Linked DNA regions of Pan troglodytes: region 2 is linked to region 1. The links are chromatin contacts, called in public Hi-C maps. All regions are on one chromosome and are shown on one strand. Each heading gives the region's core, a stretch centred on a gene start, on an enhancer-like site or on the middle of the called end of the contact. The rest is flanking DNA. Distances are from core to core; before and after follow the strand shown.

Evidence for each region. A called contact is a pair of places that touch in the nucleus more often than the background predicts.
Region 2: a contact with region 1 is called in a Hi-C map of stem cell-derived neural progenitor cells, with 4 times the contacts expected there. The contact joins the enhancer-like site here to the promoter of DUSP4 in region 1. A contact is called at or near these places in 3 of 7 Hi-C or Micro-C datasets (induced pluripotent stem cells, a lymphoblastoid cell line and stem cell-derived neural progenitor cells) and 1 of 1 datasets of contacts at active chromatin or transcription factors (stem cell-derived excitatory neurons).

Annotation. Positions count from the first base shown.
Region 1 is chr7:37,712,530-37,717,310 of NHGRI_mPanTro3-v2.0_pri, forward strand. It overlaps DUSP4 (dual specificity phosphatase 4), which reads right to left and starts at 1,824. Exons shown (of 4, transcript XM_520046.9): 1 at 857-1,824. The coding sequence starts at 1,289.
Region 2 is chr7:37,882,895-37,887,675 of NHGRI_mPanTro3-v2.0_pri, forward strand. No RefSeq gene overlaps it. Among named protein-coding and RNA genes, the nearest start is that of DUSP4, 170 kb to the left of the region's middle. Within about 2 kb of position 2,232, at least 3 of the 24 cell types and tissues checked have an H3K27ac peak or open chromatin away from gene starts, as enhancers often do. A contact at or near this core is called in stem cell-derived neural progenitor cells, where this site is marked.

The DNA of each region.
Region 1 (4,781 bases), core at 574-3,073:
TCGGACAGCACGCGATTTTTCCAGGATTTCCGACTACCAAATGTGACAAGACAGCCTCGCCGCCGAGAGTTTCGCCAGGGCTCGCTAAAATCCGGCACGCGCCGCCATCAGATAGTCGAAAATCCGGGCTGAACAAAAGGTGATCATTCTCCGCTGCCGGGATTTGCAGGCGCTAGAGGACCGGTTCCGCCCGGCGTCCCCCAGATACCCAGTCCTTCAGCCTCCCGCTCCCAGAGCCTGGATCTAGCCCGGGACGGGGATTGGCCACCTTCCAAGCTGAGCTCGGAGTTGGGCAGCGGGAACGCAGATACAGATCGCTCTACACAGTGTGTGCAAACCAATCTCCCTTTCTGCATTTGCCAGGGTCTTGTTTTCAGTGAAACTGGCAAGGCCAATTGTACCTCGGCGCCCACCCCTCTTCACCTTTTCTCCACCTCTGGGATTCTCCCGGTCCGGCTCAGTGTAGGGCCCCAGCACGCCAAACCAACAGGCCTATCTTGTCCCCACGCGCCCCGTGGTACTTGGAAACTGTTCCCGGGACTCAAGATGGACCGCGCAGAGGAGTCGCTTCATCCTCGAGGCTAGGACCGTTAATGTCAATAAACGGGGCCTCGCTAGGACGGTGCGGAATTGCAGGTGACCGGAGAAACCCGTCCGCACTGTCTCTGAGGACTTGAACCTCGCACTTGCACAGAAACCTTGCAAACCCCTACACACCAACACACACAAAGGGGCGCGCGGGGATCCCCGCAACCACGAATCACGCCGGGGACTCCTTCCCGTGCCAATAAGGCATAGGCCGCCAAGACCCCCTCCATCTCCCCGACTCCAGCTAGCGCCCGGAGCCCTCGTTTACCTTTGAGCAGGCAGATGTCGGTGCGCTCGGCGTTGCGGCGCAGAGCCTGCACCACCAGCGACACGGTGCTGTCCTCGCGGAGGCTCTCGGCGCGCGGGCTGCGCTCGTCGTAGACGATGACCGCCGAGTAGAGGCCGGAGCGCAAGCGGGCGCGTACCTCCTCCTCGGCGGGCAGGATCTGCTCCAGGCTCACGGAGCCCTTAGCCCGCCGCCGCACGATGGTGTTGCAGCGCACGTTGACCGAACCTCGGATGTAGCCCGCGCTGTGCGCCAGGAACGGTCTGCAGTCCAGCAGCAGGCACTTGCCGCCGCTCGGCAGCCCCAGGGTGCCGTGGCTGCCGCTGCCGCCCGCGCCGCCGCCGTTCTCGTCCCGGTTCATCAGCCTTTTGAGCACACTGCAGTCCATCTCCCGCAGCTCCTCCATCGTCACCATGGTCGCCGGGAACCGAGGCGGCTGGGCGCGCGAGGAAGAGAACCCGGGCCGCCTAGGCTGCAGAAAGGGGCGGGCGAGAGCTAAGAAGGGACGCCTGCAGAAGTGGCCGCAAACTTGGTCCTCAAGGGCTCCCGCGGGCGAGCCTCTTCTCCCCTGTCCCCTTCCTCCCGCAGCCTCGCGGTCACATAGCAGTCGGAGCGGCCTCGGGCGCCCAGCCGGGCGGCGCGCAGAGCGGAGGGGGAGGCGCCGGTGGAGGAGAGTGTGTTTACGAGAGAGGACCGCGGACTCTTTTCGGCGACGGCCTCCCGTGTATTTTTGCCGGTCGCGCGGCTCCTGTCGCCACTGGCGCCAGCGCTGCCGCTGCCTACGCTCCTCCGGCGCTCAGCGCACTGCCCCAGCCAGAGTTTTCTCCTCGGCTTAGAGGTTTATTAATGCTCCTCCGCGCTCCCGGGGGAGGGGGCGCTAGGTACTACCCCGCCAGGCCCCGCCCCGTTCCATTCCGGGCCCCGCGCCGTCCCCCGCCCCCCGCGCTGACTCCCCGCCCCCTCCGGGCCCCTCCTCCCACCCCCTCCCCGGAGCTTGAATGGAGCGCGGCCGCTGGCTCCCGGTCACGGGAACTCGACGTCACAAAGAGCGGAGTAAACAGGGCGCCGGGTGCTCGCCATCAGGCCCATTCATAAAACCGAGGCCGAGAGGAAGAGGGAGGCGGCCTCCGACCCGCCGCCAGCGGCGGGCAGCGCCCGGACTTTGTGAATGGAGCGCGCGGCGCCTTTCGCCGTCTACCCGCGGGCCCAGCCTGCGCCGCGCCTCCAGCCCGACACCGGCACCTGTGCCGCCGCTGCACCCCGCCGCTAGGCGGGCGGCGCCAAAGGAAATAGCCGGCTGAGGAGGCCAGGGCTCGGGTTTGAGCTTTCATCCCTTGGCACCTTCGCGCTTCCCCGCGTGACAGCCCCGTAGGTTTTTCCCGGTTACCCAAGTGGAGAGGGGACCGGAGCGCCGCTGCCCACCCAGCGGGGCCTGACACCTCCTAGCCCCAGACTCCCCGTGCGCTTTCGGCCCGGCCAGTCCTTTCTGAATATGCGATTCCTGAGACGTTAGCGCATGCATTAGCGTGATCGATTTTCATCTAAAGCCATTAAATCAGTTTTATAGCTTCCCCAAGAACGTGGGCAACCCCCTGCTTGGAAGATGAAAGAGAAAGTCCTCCCGCCCGAAGCCCAGGATCGGAGTGAGGTGTGGGGTTTGTTGCTTTACTACCCAAAGGGAGGCATTAATTGCCGGAATGGTGTTCCGAGGGAGGAGAGCAGGCTGCGCTCCTGTCCACGCTTCCTAAAAGATGTTTATTTAACCCTGGTCGGGGGAAAAACAAGGTTTTCGGGTTTGGGAAACGTCTTCACCCTATCTTGCATAGTTGTGAATTATCCTTTTAGGAAATGACAGGGTCCACATTTGTTGCGGAGCTGGACCTTGGAAAATGTACCCGCAAAGAATGACCTTTTGAAAGGACTTCAGCAGCTCTGGGTCCGATTCATGTTTCTGGGCATCCCTTTTTCCTGGTCACGTAGCAGCCCTCCCCATCCCCATTTCTCTTTTGCATTTAATTTCCCAGAGGCAGCTTTTGGCTGGGGGTTTGTGCACGCACGCGGTGGGGACCGTGCAGAAGCCAAAAATCATTCGCCCGACATCTTGCCAAGTCTTGTTAGTGAGAATTAATCACAGAGCAAGGGAGTTACAGGACTCGCTCGCAGTTTCGGAGGCTGCAGAGTAGCGTATTCCATTACGGGGCGCGCGTGGAAGCCCGACCCAGGCAGCGAGGGCACGGGTACCCGCCGGGTCTCTCCCGCCCAAGCTCACCCTCTCACCATGCCTTTGTTCCGGGCGGAGCGGCTTTCCCGAGCTCTCACCTCCGGTCCCGGGGGCCATCCCTGCACTCCCCGACCGGAGCTCGGCGGAGCCTCCACTTCTGAGACCTTCGACTGGCCTCGTCCCCCACTGCGCCCCGAATGCCTCGACCCCCGGGCCCTACTCGGATGGGCTGTAGGGGCACCGCTTGGGCAAGGTGATATTTCCTTTTGCTCCGGGCTCCAAAATGGCTTACGATGGCACTGCACGGATCCTTTCTCTTTTTAAAATTTAGTATTTTATTCATCATGGATTTTTTGCATTTTTTTTTTCTTTTAAAGAGGCATCGCATCAAGATATTTCTTTTGATTACTGACTTTTCGGCGCCCTTCTTAAATGTTGCGCTCAAGGCTTGTGCTCACCCTAGTCCAGGCCCTGGAAGGGGCCACAACTGTGGACTGACCGAGGCTGCCCGGTGGCAGGACCCTGGGCGTCGGGCACTCCGGGTGGGAGATCAGTGGTCAAAGCCGCACGGCGTGGCCTCCCTGTGGGGAGGGCAAAAGGTGTCTGAGTCCAGTTTCCCATTCTGCTGAATGGGACTGTGGGGGTCTATCTAATAACTCGCTTTCGATAAGGAGCAAGGAGCCCCAGGGGCCCCTACAGTCCAAGGCTGATTTTGCTTTCCCGGGTTGCTCTCCAGCAGCTCAGAAATCCGCCGCCTGCCAGGACCCAGGGCCGGAGCTCTCCCGGCGCAAGTAAACACTGATTCCTTTACAAAGGCTTTAACAAGACATTTCTGGAAAAAGCCTCTCAGGAGGCAGGTCCGGGCCAATTTCACGCGTGTCGCAGGAGCTGGGGAGACGTCCCTGGGGCGCACGGGTCGCGCTCTGGGCCAGCCTTTGTCTAGCCTGTTCTGGGGTCGCCTCCCCCGCCGGACCCGCGCCTGGCTCTCACGTGGCCAGTAAATAACAGTCAAATCCAGGGGGAGGAAAATGCCCACAGAACAAAGAGGCTTGCTTTCTGCACCTGACAGTAATCGCTGGTGGAGAAGCCCTAAATCCCGCAGGCGATTCACACGGAAAGGGGTGTGGGAGGGCGCGTGTGAGTGTGTGTGTCCACGTGTGCGTGCCCGCGCCTACGCGGCTGTTCACTGGAAGGGAGTCACAGCTTGGGACTTAATGTGTTTAAGCCGAGAGCCACTTGAATTGCGAAAGCGAAGGCCTGATTTTTAAAAAAGACTAATTTTTAAAATCCACACCCCATTGCCAACTCAGGAATTGGCCTTCAGTTGTGTGAATTTCAGCAAAGGAGATTTAAGTTACCATATTGTATTTATCGGGATACTGTGTAAACACCCTAGATATATATTTTTTAATTGTATGTTTGTGAACCATTGGTCCACAGTTAAATGAGTACAACGCGAGGGCTACTCCATGCCGGCTGTAGAGATAATGATAAAACCTGTCTCCAATTCGTCTGCAGTCTGTGGACGAAACATAACCATTTTAAACAGGAACCTTGTGAAACAGCTTGTCAATGAGCAGATCTTGGAGAAAACAAAGGCAATTTGGAGCAAGACACGGAATGTCATTTCAAAGTTAATTTAATTAACTAAGGCATATTTGTAGAAATTGGGATGGGATTGCCCAA
Region 2 (4,781 bases), core at 982-3,481, 170 kb after region 1:
GAGACCGATTCTTTCCTAGAGCCTCCAGAAAGAACACAGTCCTGCTGATGCCTCGATTTTAGCCCAGTGAGACCCATTTCTGACTTCCAATTTCCAGAATTGAAAGATAATAAGTTGTATTGTTTAAGCCACTAAGTTTGGGCCAGCCACGGTGGCTCATGCCTGTACTCCCAGCACTTTGGGAGACCTGGGTGGGCGGATCTCTTGAGGTCAGGAGTTTGAGACCACCATAGCCAACATGGTGAAACCCTGTCTCTACTTAAAAAAAATACAAAAAATAAGCTGGGCGTAGGGCACGCGCCTATAATCCCAAGCTGAGGCAGGCGGATCGCTTGAACCTGGCAGGCAGGGGTTGCAGTGAGCCAAGATTGCGTCACTGCAGTCCAGCCTGGGCGACAGAGTGAGACTCCGTCTCAAACAAACAAACAAACAAACAAACAAAAAAACCACCAGGTTTGTGGTGATTTGTGACAGCAGTCATAGGAAACATATAATTTGCATCTCCTATAATGTTAGCTTGGTCAATATCACAGCATCAGGTAGAAGCCATGGGCCAGGAAATGAGCTCCTACTGGCCACAGAGGTCCTGGCTGGCACCTTCCTTCCAGGACTCTCCTTGCAGGGGGGTGAGGGGGAAAAGACCACGATGCTGAGGAGCTCTGCTGGGAAAAGCATGAGCTATGTCCCCAAGGACCTTCCTCATCTTTGCACACCTTCCAGCACATTCTGCGCACTTGTCATGGGCTCACTTCCTGTTTGGGTCATTTACTTACCAGAAATGTCTCTCCTTTTCTGAGAACAAGTCTGCTTGACCATGTAGAGAGAAGCTGTTCAGTAAACACATACCAAGGTTTCATTTTGAAAAGCTTCATGTGAGAGCTGAGGTTGGAAACCTAAAAGACCCCCAAGTTTAGCAGTGGTTTAGTGAATAAGTGACTGTGAAATGTCCCAGAAATATGCTTGGCTTTCAAAAACTAGTATTTAAAATATCTAGTCTTCTCTCTAAAAGATGGAAGAGAAATTAGTTTTGAAAATCCTTTTGGCTAAAAGCCTACTGTTCTGACATATTTTTCCTCCTGGGACTCACTTTCCTAGAACTGCCTGTCTCTGGTACCTTGTATCTGGAACTCTCCTGAGGTTTATTTGCATTGTTGAATTCCTGCCTTAGGGTTATTGAAGAGTAATGAATTGAATGTTTGAGTTGTTTGTGGTAAGTTATTAATTCCTCCCCCGCCTTTTTTTTTGGAGACTGTCTCTCTCTCTCATCCAGGCTGGAGTGCAGTGGCGTGATCTCGTCTCACTGCAACCTCCACCTACCAGGTTCAAGTGATTCTCCTGCCTCAGCCTGCTGAGTAGCTGGGATTACAGGCACATGCCACCACTCCCGGCTAATTTTTTTTTTTTTTTTTAGTAGAGACAAGGTTTCATCATTTTGGCCAGGCTGGTCTCGAATTCCTGACCTCAAGTGATCCGCCTGCCTCCCAAAGTGCTGGGATTACAGGCGTGAGCCACTGTCCCTGGCCAGTAAGTTATTAATTCCATCAGTGAGAGAGACAGCTCTGTGGTTAATGGCACTCATAGGACCATAGAGAAGTGTGAAAAGAGGGATCTCAGCTTATCTAATAGAATGTCAGCCACTGCTGAATTACCTTTGGATGGTCCACAAAGAAGTTGCAGAGATACTCTCATAGGAGAAACAGCCCCATGAGCCACTTCAGGATGGCTTGGCTTTCAGTGAGTTGCTGATAAATATCAGATTTCAGTAAAAATCGAATTTGAAATAGTTTACATATAAAATAGAAGCCTAAATTATCGATCCTGGAGTGTACAGCGAGAGGAGAGAGAAAATTACACCAGCAATTACATTACAATGTAATAAATGGTAAATACAGGTGGCCTCTCCTCTCTCTCTCTCTTTCAATTTCCCTCTCTCTCTTCTCTCTCTTTTTCCCAGTTTTTCTTCTCTCTGCAGAGACCAAAAGCTGCTTGAAGACATATGATATGTTTTACTTCTCTTTTTTCCCCCTCAGGGCCTTGCCTTGTAGGGGCTCAATATGGCTTTATTATTTTACCCTTAGCTGTTTGTCTTTTTAGAAAGTATTTTATGTGTTCTTCTTTAGGTTGGGAGGAGGGTGACTTCTTGGTATTTCAGAAGGACTCCAGAACACAATGCAGTAAGTGTTGCACTGAGAAACATCACGTAGCAGGGAAGATTTAAGGGCCAGGCCTTCAGGATCTCTTGTGATTAGACGCCTAAGCCTATTTGTAAGGCCGTGGGAGTACTTCTCCAGGCACGGAGAAGAATGCTGGAGCTAACAAGAAAGCCCTTTTCTGCTGTGTACTATATGTCATAATGTTAAAAAAAGGGGGGAGGGACATGATGAAAAAGAAAGGCCTGGAACTTAAGAGCGATTCTGTTCCCAAGTGGAAGGCATGTTTTTTCTTATTGCTGTAAGCGGTGGCAGGCATCCCCAGGCCAGCAACAAACATCCGGGAGCTTTGGTATTAGGCAGGATGTTAGCATGCCAGCCTCATGGAGAAAAGGAACAATGGCTGTTTAATTTGCTTTTTATAGCAAAGCCCATTTGGGACGAATGAAGACAGGAGGATCTTAGAAGAGCTTCCTTTCCCGGAGGGTTGGCCCATCTGCTCCATGGAGAGGAGAGTGTGCTGACTCAGGAAGCCGAGCCAGCCAGGCCCTGAGCGGCGCCTCTGCCAGGACGCTGGCCCACGCGGCCACTGCACAAATGGTGTGCAGAGTGCAGGAGGCACATTAGGGCTCTTAAGGATGGGACAACTGACTTCTGTCCGGGGATTACTGAGACATATGTTCCGTGACCACCATAAGCATGCTTTCTCTAACAAAGCCTCTTTTATGGGGTATTGTTGGAGAAACGAAAAATACACAAACTCCTCTCTGCAAGGGATTGAACATTTAAGGAAATGTGACCAAACTATTTCTAAGCATCATATATCTTTGTGCCTTTTAAAGCAGAAAACAGGGAACAAAATACAAACCTCTATGAATGCTTTGGGTTATTAATACAAAGATCAAGTTTTAAGCATAACCAATGATCATAACTACTATTTTATTTTGGTGTTCAAAACACTGTATTGTGGGCCTGGCACAGTGGTTCACACCTGTAATCCCAGCACTTTGGGAGGCTGAGGTGGGCAGATCACCTGAGGTCAGGAGTTCGAGACCAGCCTAGCCAACATGGTGAAACCCCGTCTCTACTAAAAATACAAAAATTAGCTGGGTGTGGTGGCGGGCGCCTGTAATCCCAGCTACTAGGGAGGCTGAGGCAGAAGAATTGCTTAAACCTGGGAGGCGGAGGTTGCAGTGAGCCGAGGTAGCGCCACTGCACTCCACACTCCAGCCTGGATGACAGAGAGAGACTCCATCTCAAAAAAAGAGAAACAAAAACAAAACAAAAGAAACAAAACAAACACTGTATTGAAACTTATAGAACTACATCAACCAGCTATAAACTGTGATACTTTTTGAATTCAGGAATTTATTTTTCATCATCTTTCTGTTTCTTGCTGCTTTGACGTCGTTTCAGAGTCAGTCTCAGTATTTTCTTCCTTTTTTCTCTCCCACTCCTTTCTACTGAAACTAATAAATTACTTCGTTATAGTCGTATATGAGGGCAAGAATAAACAAGCTCTGGAAAGAACCTAATAAGTTTCCTATAAACTGAACCGATAGCTCTTCAGGCTGTTCCCAGGCTTGTTTTTGTTTTCTTCTTACATCAATGTTTCTGCCTGTCTTGCGGAGGATGCTGCAGTGGTGACCTCCAGATAAGGAAGGCATTTTAGGCTGTGACAGGTGAGCAGGCGTCTTCCCTGAATGGCTCTGATTAGGTTGAGAGTTCGAGGGCACAGACAAGATCTGGCTGAGAAAAGGACCTCTCTGTTGGGAGCTCAGCCCCCAAACTCAGTGACATTTGGCACACTGAATGCTGGTGTTTTCTCTCTGTATGGGCTGAGGCAAAATCAGCTGAGGCGCCCTATCTTTTCCTCATATTTTTGCTTAGATGCAATGCACATATTCCAGGTGAGTCCCTACACAAGATAATGATCGTTTCAGAACCTTAGATGACATCATTTGGAGATTTGTTGAGTGGCTATCAACCACCCCAACTGCTGTTGGTAAAGAAGAGATAACAGAGTGAAAATATTTGTCATATGAGTTTCACTATTTTTTTTAGTCATATATGTTCTGATGTGGTAGTGGGAGTAAAGAACTGTCTTATGACTGCTCTAGATATCAGAGATGGAAAATTCTTAGCTCATTCATTACCCTTCAAGACTCATATGCCATACGGCTTTCTGTTGATCTTCTGGGCTGATTTCATCTGCACCTGCTTCCTTCTCAGGAGATACTAAGTGATAAATGATCTCAGGGCTGGAGAGATATTTCAAAGGAATCACATCCAGTGGTGCCACTCCTATTTCATTTGGCCATATTCCTTTAGTGGGTGAGGTTTTCCCAGGCTATCAGTCATTCATTTAGTTCTGAGTCTCATGAAACCCAGAGCTAGTCATTTGACAACATTCCTGTGCCTCAATTTCCCTTCTTTAACAGCTCGGCAATAGAAACAGAATGTGAGCCACATACATAATTTCAAACATTCTAGAATTCACATTAAAAGAGTAAAAAGAATAAACCAGACCCAGAAATGCAAATACCATCTGATCTCACTTTGTGGAATCTAAAGAAGTTGAACTCACAGAAGCAGAGAGTAGAACAGTGCTCTCTGTGAAATGGGGAGATG